Regions from separate parts of the Gossypium hirsutum genome. Here region 2 is linked to region 1. A link is a contact called in public Hi-C data. All regions are on one chromosome and are shown on one strand. The core of a region is the stretch at or near the end of the contact, and the rest is flanking DNA. Distances in the headings are between cores, read along the strand shown. Region 1 has its middle 23 kb from the start of LOC107921438. Region 2 holds the start of LOC107932573 (myb-related protein 308-like).

Region 1 (5,533 bases), core at 2,241-4,740:
GCAAGTCAGAAGGGATCGTGAGACACTTGATAGTTCGTCATACTCCACAACAAAATGGCATTGCAGAAACGAATAAACAAAACGATCATGGAGAAGGTTCGATGTACGTTGTCTAATGCTAACTTACCAAAGTCGTTTTGGGCTGAAACAGCCTCTACTGCATGTTTTTTGATCAACCAATCTCTATCCATACCATTGAGAAAAAGACTCCACAAGAGGTATGGTCTGGTAATCCTGCTAATTATTTTGATTTAAAAAATTTTTGGTGTCCTGCGTATGCTCTTGTTGATAATGGAAAATTAGAATCGAGATCCATTAAATGTGTTTTTCTTGGTTATAAAGTTGGTGTAAAATGGAATAAGTTATGGTGTCCTGAAAATAGAAAAGTTGTGATTAGTAGAGATCTTGTTTTTGATAAAACTACTATGTTACCTAAATTATCTCTTAAAGACTCTTCCAATAAAGAACAAAAAAAGCAGTTGAAGCATTAGCTTAATCCAAAATCTACAATAGAATCGACTCCTTAAGTCAGTACAAAAATTCAGAATAGAGTTGCTTCTTCACCACAATACTCTATTGCCAAAAACAGAACTAAAAGAGAGATTAAACGTCCAAAGAAGTATGTTGAGGCTGATCTAGTTGCTTGTGCTTTAAATATGGCTGAAGATATAGATGCAAACCAAGAGCCATCTAATTATTCTAAGGCGGTTAGCTGTGAAGACTCAGAAAAGTGGATGTTTGCTATGTAAGAAGAGATGAAATCACTCCACAAAAATAGAGCATTGGATCTTGTGAAGCTTCCTAAAGGAAAAAATGTTGTTCGTTGTAAATGGGTGTTTCAAAAGAAAGAAGGGACTCCGGGAGTTGAAGAACCCAGATATAAAGTAAGGCTTGTTGTAAAGGGTTATAGTCAAATTCTAGGTGTGGACTTCACAGATGTGTTCTCCCTAGTTGTGAAGCATAGTTTGATTCGAGCTTTGCTCGATATTTTAGCCATTTATAATTTGGAGTTTGAGCAGTTAGAAGTAGCTTTGACAGTTGTGTTTACTTTAAGAAAAACAATGATGGTTCTTTTGTGTATATACTCCTTTATGTTGATGGCATGTTAATAACAGCGAAAGATAAATGAGAGATAAAAAAGATCAAAGCCCAACTAAGTGAAGAATTTGAGATGAAAGATCTGAGACCAACAAATAAAATACTTGATATGGAGATTCTCAAAGATAGAAAAGCAAAAAAATAAGAGGTTTAACATGAATCTTCCAATAATATTACATAAAACAACTTAACATAATAAAAATAAAAATTTCATCCATAAGGCATTTCATATTCCGGAGATTAGAGTCTTATTTTTAAAATTATGTTTTAAGTATAAAGCTGGCTCTTAGCCATACTTATATTTTACATTTATATCAATTTTTGTTTTTGCCAAAAATATACTTAAATTATAGTCAGCTACAAAAAAATTTTTAGCCAACTCCAGTCAACTTCAATCAATGCTAGTCAAATTTTAATTTCAAAATTTTTTAAATATATATTTTTTGAACTTTTTATCTTATACTGAATTTTTAAATTGTCTAAAAGTATCCATTTTTATTTTTATGAATATATTCTAATTTTTTTATGATTTTACTAAACCGTCTTAAGTTTTTTTAATTATTTATATATTGTAGAATATTGACCCCAAGTTGGAGTTTGGGTTTCTCTGGGTGGTTGACTTGGTTCGATATTTGGGAATGCCAGTTTTTAATCGACGAGTTTCAACTGAAACCTTTCATTTTATAGTTGATAAGATTCGTAGAAAGCTGACTGGCTGGAATGATAAGCGGTAATCCATGGTAGGAAGAATCACCTTGACCGAATAGGTTTTACATGCTATACCCAATTATTTCATGAATACAGCTTAAATTCCTACGTCAGTTTGTAATGAAATTGAGAGACTAGTGCGGCATTTTATTTGGGCTCAGGAATTCTTTCGTGTAAGCCTGCGTTGGTGAGCTGGTATAGATGTTATGCGCCTCTTGAGACTGGAGGTTTGGGGATACAGCATATGGGTGACTAGACCAAGGTATCTTCGCTTAAGCTAGGCTTTGGCATTGTTACTAATATTAATGTTCTGTTGGTTCAGGTTTTACGGGCTAAGAATAATGTCCAAGGAATTTGCCCATTGTCGATCGCGAGGAGCAGTTGTTAGTATGTTTGGTGATCAATTTCACACAATTTTTTTTTTTTGGGGGGGGGGTATTACGGGCATTAAGTGGTCGATAGGTAATGGACGTTTGCTCAACTTGTGGAATGATTCGTGGCTTGACGATGTTGGCCCGCTGAAGCAGTTCTATACTGTGGTGCTCCTTTAGAAGACAGCACTCTGGTTCGGCACCCGGTTACCTGTGAAGGTGAGTGGTCGTGGGAAACGCTTGAACAAGTGCTCACTCATCATATCGCCGCTCGGATAGTTGGTGTTTTTCTACCCTCTTATAGTGCTTCGAAAGATAGGTTAATGTGAATGTGGTCCTCCGATCCGCTTCTGCAACTTTTAAATAGATTACAGTGTTTAAATGTCTTGATGGTAGTGCGGATTGGTCCTTGGTCTGGCAAAATGATGCGCCACATATCCCCTTGCAGCTCCTCTCTTAGTTGCACCTCCAGCTCCTCTCTTAACAGGTTACACTACAAGGGCCTCATTCCTTCCGGTAAGGTCTCCTAAGGCCTCCTTCATAGCCCCTTGCAGCTCCTCTCTTAACTACACCTTCATCTCCTCCTAGGACTTCGCTATGTCGGACTTTAACTCATCAAGGGAATCCTTAATGTCCTCCAGTCAAGTTGGGACATCACTCACTACGGACTCAACATCGATCATTCAGGTCTCCATGATCGCCACAAAGTCCTTTGAGCTCCCTCATGAGCCTCCTTTCTTGCTCTTCATTGTCACTCGAGTCTCCACCACCCTTTCCCCTTGCTTGCTCCTCTTATCTGATTTGTAGTCATCTCTCACTCACCACAAGAGCTAACTGCTAACTCTGATATCATTTGTCATAGGTCGAGACTCTAACTCTGCCAATATGCAACCTTAGGCACTAGTCTTTCACCAACAATGCCTAAGTCAACCTTCGATCCTTGCTTCGGAGAGTCCCTTAACAAAGCTCTAGGCCTAGAGAAGCACACCCACATCAAATGAGAACAAAAGGGAGTTGGGATAATCTGGAATTGTTATTACTCAATAAGTTAACTTATGTTATAAATGGAGGGGTGCCTTCCTTTATATATGCCAAACCCCTTTGATCCAACGGTCACGATCAAATACAATAGATAATCAAGAACTTATTTTTAGAATATTTTATACAACTCTTTCAAAAGGTTCTACTTTATTCCACAAGGTTTGGATCTCTTCCTTGGGCTTCCGGATTTTTGGTACCCCAGACCCATTCTTCTCACATGTGCACTTTTTTGGGCCTGTTGCAGCTAAGGGGGCCTCCCTAGGCCCTTGTTGGCCACCATTCGCACCTTAGGGCCTCCACCTGTACTTAGGGTGGCTTGCTCCACACCTTTGGGTGACCGTGACACCAGCCTATGCTGCTTCTAAATCAGTACTTTGTTGAGTCTATATGGTGCTTATGTATGATCATAATCTATTCGGCTGAAAACATTGTCTAATGCCAACCAATCTTTAGCTGATTTAATCAATCTTGGACCGAAGCATTGTGCAAATAAATCTATTCTGCTATGATTCCTAGACTAGTAAATACCTAACTCCTAGATTGGTACATGGTTAAATTGATTGAAGTTGTTGGTTGGCGTCATCTATTTTTCTCTCATGATGTTATCTTCAATTAAGCTATCATTGATTTATTATCATTCTATTTCCTTTGAACTTCATCTTTTTTCGTGTGATTTTTCTTACAAGTTTGGCCAATCTTTTGTCTGATGCATGGTAGACAGGATGAGGATGCAATGGTTTCTTTAGTGATTATGCAGAATAACGTAAGGAACGTTTTGAACTTGTTGGCCCTACCTATTCTAATTGTAATAGTGGCACAGGTCTCTGGGGCTGCTGCCGTGGTGATCCAGTTATTCGCAGCTACTTTTATGAGGTACCTAAGCTAAGGTTACTTGGTCTCTCTAGAACAAAACATGCATTATTCTCTAATCAAATAGTCGACCTTGGTCTGATCGTCTCACTAGCTTTCTCTAACATGATATCCCCTCTTACAGATCGAAACATATTGGTAATATCCGTAGACGATGAAAATTCAAGAGTTGGAAGAAAATAATAAGCACATGGATCTACAGTCCCATGACATGTATGTTACAGACACTTTATTTTGACGCCCGTAGGAACAAAAACTTTTAAAACAAGGATCCGAATCAAGTGCCCCATGGATAATGCATACCAGAAATAAATGATAAGAATATTTGAGGTCAGGTAAGGTGAGTTTGTGTCGAGGAGAGAGGAGGGGGATTTGGATGTCTGAAACTGACCTTCCGCTAAGGTTAAAGCAGTCCCACATGCAGCCAAAAGATTTAAGAGGTAGGTTGGTAGGTAGGTAATGTCATCTTCAGCTTCTCCATCTATCTATTTAGGACAGCTCTCTTTTTTTTCCTCCACCCAAGCACATGACATCCAGGTGCTGCTGCGCTGGCTTGCTTGTCAGCCCACTCCAATTATTGCAACCTTAACCCACATTTAGGATCGCAAGTAACCAATCATGTAATTATAAAATCCCAATCTTTATAACTACAAAAATGAAACTTTAATCTGATAAATAAGAATAAATATAGATGCTGAAGTTTCATACTTGACATTTGTTAAATTTGAGCTTTTAATGATGAGTGCGTGAATGAATTAAGGATGACAGTGTTTCACTTCAGTTGTTGATTTTGGTAGATCCGTTCTTAGGCCTTTAATCTATGTATTTAAAAAGAATTGCTAAAAGAGCCAACAACCTAACTGATTGTGATGATGATAAGCGCCGTCTGATTGAAACAAGTGAGGCACCAAACAATTAATGCATGTAGGGTAGGGTATACGCAGGTTTATCAATGCTAAATTGTGCATATATGCTAATTTTGTTTTTTTAATTTACTAAATAGGTTTTTTTTAATTTAAAGAAATAAGTCAATTTTGAAGAGATTGAGTGAAATTGCGCCTAATTGGACGCGCTTTCAATATCTCTCTTTAGACTCTTTTTTAATTTTTTTAGGTTTAGGCTTAGGGTTAGGGTTAGAGTTAGGATTAGGGTTTTATTAGTAATTAGGGTTTAGGGTTTTAAAAGTGAAATCGTGAAAGTTTATAGGTAGATTTGAGGGGTTGGGTATGCGATAACACGTCTCAGAATACATACGTTTCATATATCATGTCGGGATAGGATTATCACCTCAGAAACTCATATTATGAAAGTTAGCTTTCGAGGTGATAATGCTTGATACGGTTAGAGGTCGAAGTCTAAGTGAAGGTCCCAATCAGCAGCCGTAATGGAGTCACAGGTTCGAGTATAACCAAGGTCCAATTGATGGTCGTTATGTGGTCATGAGT
Region 2 (5,533 bases), core at 946-3,445, 34 kb after region 1:
TAATAGCAAAAGAGACGGGGATTACTAATATTCCAAAGACCTGTGGCTGAGGATGTTAGTTCCAACAATATAATAATATTGTATGATATATAGAGAAGTTAGAACATGTATTCCGGTACATGTTGTCTACTGAGGTGGAGCAAAGATAATTAAAGCTAACTAAATTATTAATCTCAACTCTAAGTAATACAAAAGGTTAAAATGAAAATACTATATAAAATAAATGGGTGCGGGAACTAGAGATCACACTTTGGCTTCCTTTGGATGCCAACGCAGCCATGGTGAGATGGGATTTTGAGGGAATATTCTTTTTCCCTGCACTGTGATGACGTTTGGAGAAACAACGGTGAGGTGCAGCTGAAGAATTCAATCTCACTGGCAGCCTCATTTCCAACTGGAGGTAAAACCTCCAGCTTAAACACAGCCAGCAGAATAGATTTCTTGCAGACAAAAATGCCCATATTTTCATTTATTATTTTACAATTTTATCCAGTTTTCTTGCAAATAGTTTTCTTGCAGACAAAAACACAGCCAACAGCTGGAGTTGTTCAATTATCTATTGTATTGATTGGGCTCTTGTGATTTGTTGAGTTCTACTTGATTTTATTTCATCATTTTTAGCTTGAAAGCTAGGATCTTTGGCTGAATAAGACTTGAATTTGAGCATTGAGCTTGGTTTTTAGATATGAAACAAGATTGGGTTGCTTAGACAGGTTCTGTGAACTCTCAATCTCATCATTATCCATAGAACTAAACTTACCTTTTGACAATAAGGGCTTTGTTTCCCATGCTGCTAGGCTGTGGCAACTTATTTTCTGCCAAAGAACAAAAAAAATCACTAATAAAGCAGTGAGAAAAATGGGGGAAATTGAGAGAGAAAGATGGAGAGTTAACCTATCTACTTAAAACCAACAAAGAGAAATAAATTAGAGATGAAAGAAAAAAATTGCATGACAAGGTTGAAAGAAAAAAATCCCTTTCTCCTACCCTCATCTGCATCATCTGATGCATTGTTGTTAACAGCAACTGAGCTTTGGATTCCTAAAAACCAAAATAGGATCCAAAATAGGAGCTTTGTTAATAGCATCCAAAATTTTGACTTGAGGTTTCAACTTAAAACATTTGCACTTTTACGCACATGCAATTGTCTTAATATCTTCAAACTAAAAGTCTCCAATAACAAGTATTAAAAAAATTAAAAATAATTATCATTTTATCTAATAAATAATTTAATTTAATTATATAATTTATTAAAATATTGGAAGATACATTTTAATTTTTTATTAAATGAATTTATAAATTCACATATTTTAATAATTTTTAAAAAAGTAAAATAATTTAAAAAACTTCTATTTTATATCAATTCTAATATCATGTCCTTAATAGTCATTTTTTATTCTCACCTCACCGCTACAGCTGCGTTTGAATCCAAACACACACTCCACCGCTGTTTCTAATCTCACCGCTACAGTATCCAATCTCACTGCTACAGTAACAAATCTCACCGCCACCGCTATTTTTAACCTCACCGGAGGTAAACACACCGCCCATCCAAACTAGCCCTTTTGTCTTGCCCATACTTTAATACCTACCTGAAGATTACCTACTCTTTTTTTATTTATTATCTATTCATTCATGCTCATATCATCAAAACAGATTATATTAATGATAATTATTTTATGCACCTACAATTTTAATCATTCTTGTGAAAACTATATCAACAAATGCTGCTTAAATTTTTAGTTTTTTTTTTTAAATATAACTAAGCGATGTTTATAACTTGTGATTTTCTTATATTAACATAGAATGATTATTGGGGCGCTCGCGATTTTATTTATTTTATATTTAAAAATAAATAGAAAATGTGTCAATTTCACTTATAAATTATAACATTAAAATTTTTCATTGTGTATTAATATATTAGAAAAAAGGGGGAGAGAGAGCCCACCACCGGCCACTCCCCCAAACCTGTCTCACCAACTCACATCTAGAAGAAAATTAGGGTCACATCTCTCTCTCTCTCTCTCTCTCTCTCTCCTGTTGTGTGGGTAAGTGAGAGTAAGAGTCAAAAGGCTATAAAACTGCATCTAAAGCTCTCATAAAGGGCCGGCTTCAATGTTCTTCCCACCCACACCAAACTCCACCCTTCTTCGTTTCCGTTTCCCTACTGCTGCTTCTATTTTCTAAATCCCAAAATGGGAAGGTCTCCTTGCTGTGAGAAAGCTCATACAAACAAAGGTGCATGGACCAAAGAAGAAGATGATCGCCTCATCGCTTACATCCGAGCCCACGGTGAAGGTTGCTGGCGTTCTCTCCCTAAGGCTGCTGGCCTTCTCCGTTGTGGCAAAAGTTGCAGGCTTCGTTGGATCAACTACTTAAGACCTGACCTCAAACGTGGCAACTTCACTGAGGAAGAAGATGAACTCATTATCAAGCTCCATAGCCTTCTCGGCAACAAGTAAGTATTATGTTCAACTTTGCGTTACTTTTCTTTTTTCTTTTTTTTTTTTGCAAAATTTCAAATCCTTATTGGTTTTTAAATTGATTTACAGGTGGTCTCTTATAGCCGGGAGATTACCAGGAAGAACGGATAATGAGATAAAGAATTACTGGAACACACACATAAGGAGGAAGCTATTGAACAGAGGAATCGATCCAGCGACTCACAGGCCACTGAGTGAGGCAGGTGTTCATCAGGATGTGTCATCCACAATATCCTTCAATGGTGTTAAACAAGAAAATGACAAGATGAATAACCCCAATGGTTTTGTGGAGACAGATGAGAAGAAAATCCCAGCAGTTGAAGAAAGGTGTCCAGACTTAAGTTTGGACCTAAGAATCAGCCCACCTCCTTACCATCAAACCCAGCAGCACGCAGATCCATTCAAAACTGGAGGGAAAACCCTCTGTTTATTTTGCAGTTTGGGAGTTAAAAACAGCAAACAATGCATTTGCAGCATCGATACTGCTGCCAGCAGCAGTGGCAACAACACCAATACTGCCTATGATTTCTTAGGCTTGAAAACTGGTTTCTTGGATTACAGAAGTTTGGAAATGAAATGATTGTTTCAGAGGGAAATGTGGAATTTTTTTTTCCTTCTTTTTTTAACCATGTAGCTTAAGCAGAAATGGAGAGAATTAATTGACCAAGAGATTGTTATTTAGTTTTAAAAAAACCCCTTTAATTTTCTGTTTGATCACCTCTAATTTGTATGATTATATACATATATAGAGAGTAATGATACAGGTGATCATTATTCAACAAATGTTTTTTCATTTATTTGGATTATTCTTTCTTTTCTTTATCTTTTTAAACCTTTTACAATTTTGTTTTTACCTCTCTTTTCCAAGAAAAAAAGTTGAGGTTTGTCAGACCCATGATAATTGATCAGATCTTCAAAAGGGTTATTCCTCTGCCTTAACTTTGTGTTTTTGTTGTTATTTCAGAAATGATAACCCTCATTTAAAAAAAAATTATATAAAAGAAACAACACTTTGAAAATTTTTTAAAAATAATTGAACATCATTATTAAGAGTTTAAAACACATTTTTTCAAGAAGTTTTAATGGGGGACAAATGGTTCAGAGTGGTTCTGAGAAAGGGGTTGATATTGATTTAGCAGTGGATAAGCCACGAGAGGAGGAGAAGTTAAAGAAGAAAAGATGAAGAAAGTGGTGGGTAGGCTATCCCTTCCCCTCTAATAAAAGCTCTTAAGAAACTAACTGTCCGTAGTACCATCTTTCAACTAACCATTCATTAATCATCTTCGCCATCAGCCCCCAACCATCCATGCTATTAATTACTTGATTTATCCTTTCCATATATCAATCGTTTATCTTTTCAAAAAAAATATTCACGATACAAAAATTTAATTAACCTAATTACGATAAAATATATATATTATGTTATACATAAAATCTGTTTGTGTTTATACATATGTTATTCTTAGAATCAAATTAATCCCAAACTTTTCGACAGCTATACCCCTTCCCAAGTTCCACCTTTCAAATTTCATTTCACCATTATAGGATCAATCGAATTTATTGGCATTTTTGGAGGTTGCCTAACTTACCTAATGGAATTGGCTCACAAATTAACGACTAAATTCCCTTGAAAATGATTCCACATGATCATCAACACTTAAAATAGAGAGTACTACTGCAAACAAACTTTTATTAGTTTGCAGGTTCAATGTTTGCATTTCAATATTTATTAAATGTTCCAACGTTTGACAAAATTTAGGTATCAAGCAGCTCTTTTGATGGAACCATTAATCTTATTTTACTCAATTTAGGTAAATTCATATTTTTTTTTAATACAATGCTTATAACTATTCATAACTCTTCCCTAACTCTTATATGGGAGAATAATGTGCTTGAGTGCACTAGACTCACGTCCTCCTGCTCTGACAATAATATCGATGCCAATTGAGTTAAGACTCACCCCTCTCTATAATAATCAACTTTTATATCAACATTTAATTATAATAGCGGAATATGTTGTGGAATCGATATTTTATGTTTTATTTTTACTTTTCTTTTACTTTTTATAAAAATATTTATCTATAAAAGTAACTAACTATTTTATCAGTTTCTTATCTAAAATGTTACCGAAATTAGTTATATTTTTAAGTGAAATAAAAATAATAATAAATTTTAATTAAGATATTATTTTAAAAAATATTTAAAATTTATATTATAAAAATAATCTCTAATAAATAAAATTATATTTATAAATTTTATTAAAGATATGATCTAAATCTCACTGATTAATGATAAATGTTAAAAGTAGCATGTTTTAACCTCATTCTTAACACGTTTTTGGGTGATTATTCGATGTTAATTGTAAATTTTATACTCCTAATCCTTTAAATTTATGTTTTAATGCTTAATAGAACACTTGAGAGTAAAAGGAGCGAAAACTAGAGCATAGGAGCAAGTTGCAGGAGCCACATAGGATGAATCATTCCACACGGCCAAACCACACGACCGTGTGACTCACACAAGCGTGTGGGAGGCCATGTCTATTTTTCGAGCATTCTAATATGTATATATGACAAAAATAAGAAGATAGGAGTGAGTCATTAGAGAATATTCAAGAAAACAACTCGAAAAATATCATTGAAGCCAACTTGGAAGCATATTTCCGTCAAGATTGAAAATTTCTAGTTGATTTCTTAGGAAGTTATCATGAGTTTCTTTATTTTTTTTTTCGTTATAATGTCTCTTGGATGTTTTTATTTTCAACCATGAATTAATTTTCTAAATACCTAATGAGATGAATCCTATGATGGATTCTGTCGTTTGATTTTTATTTTACGTAATAAATGCTTAGTTTCTTTTTCTCAATTATATGTGCTTAATTCTATGTTTAATATTTCTAGATTATTGATTTATGTCCGTTGTGCTTAAATTGGTGGTTGAATAGCTCCTGTTTAAGAGTAGGTCTTACTTAATTGAGTGGAGTTGCATGCAATTCTAGAAATAAAACAACATAAATCTACCAGATTAGAGTCAAATCTAATAGGAGAATC

The links. A called contact is a pair of places that touch in the nucleus more often than the background predicts.
Region 2: a contact with region 1 is called in a Hi-C map of leaf, with 2.3 times the contacts expected there. The contact joins the promoter of LOC107932573 here to the enhancer-like site in region 1. A contact is called at or near these places in 7 of 34 Hi-C or Micro-C datasets (anther, callus, leaf and 1 more).

The regions. Positions count from the first base shown.
Region 1 is chrA12:6,705,486-6,711,018 of Gossypium_hirsutum_v2.1, forward strand. No RefSeq gene overlaps it. Among protein-coding and RNA genes, the nearest start is that of LOC107921438, 23 kb to the left of the region's middle. Within about 2 kb of position 3,491, at least 5 of the 9 cell types and tissues checked have an H3K27ac peak or open chromatin away from gene starts, as enhancers often do. A contact at or near this core is called in leaf, where this site is marked.
Region 2 is chrA12:6,740,794-6,746,326 of Gossypium_hirsutum_v2.1, forward strand. LOC107932573 (myb-related protein 308-like) reads left to right here and starts at 2,196. Exons shown (of 2, transcript NM_001327349.1): 1 at 2,196-2,458; 2 at 2,553-3,063. The coding sequence starts at 2,196. The coding sequence ends at 3,063.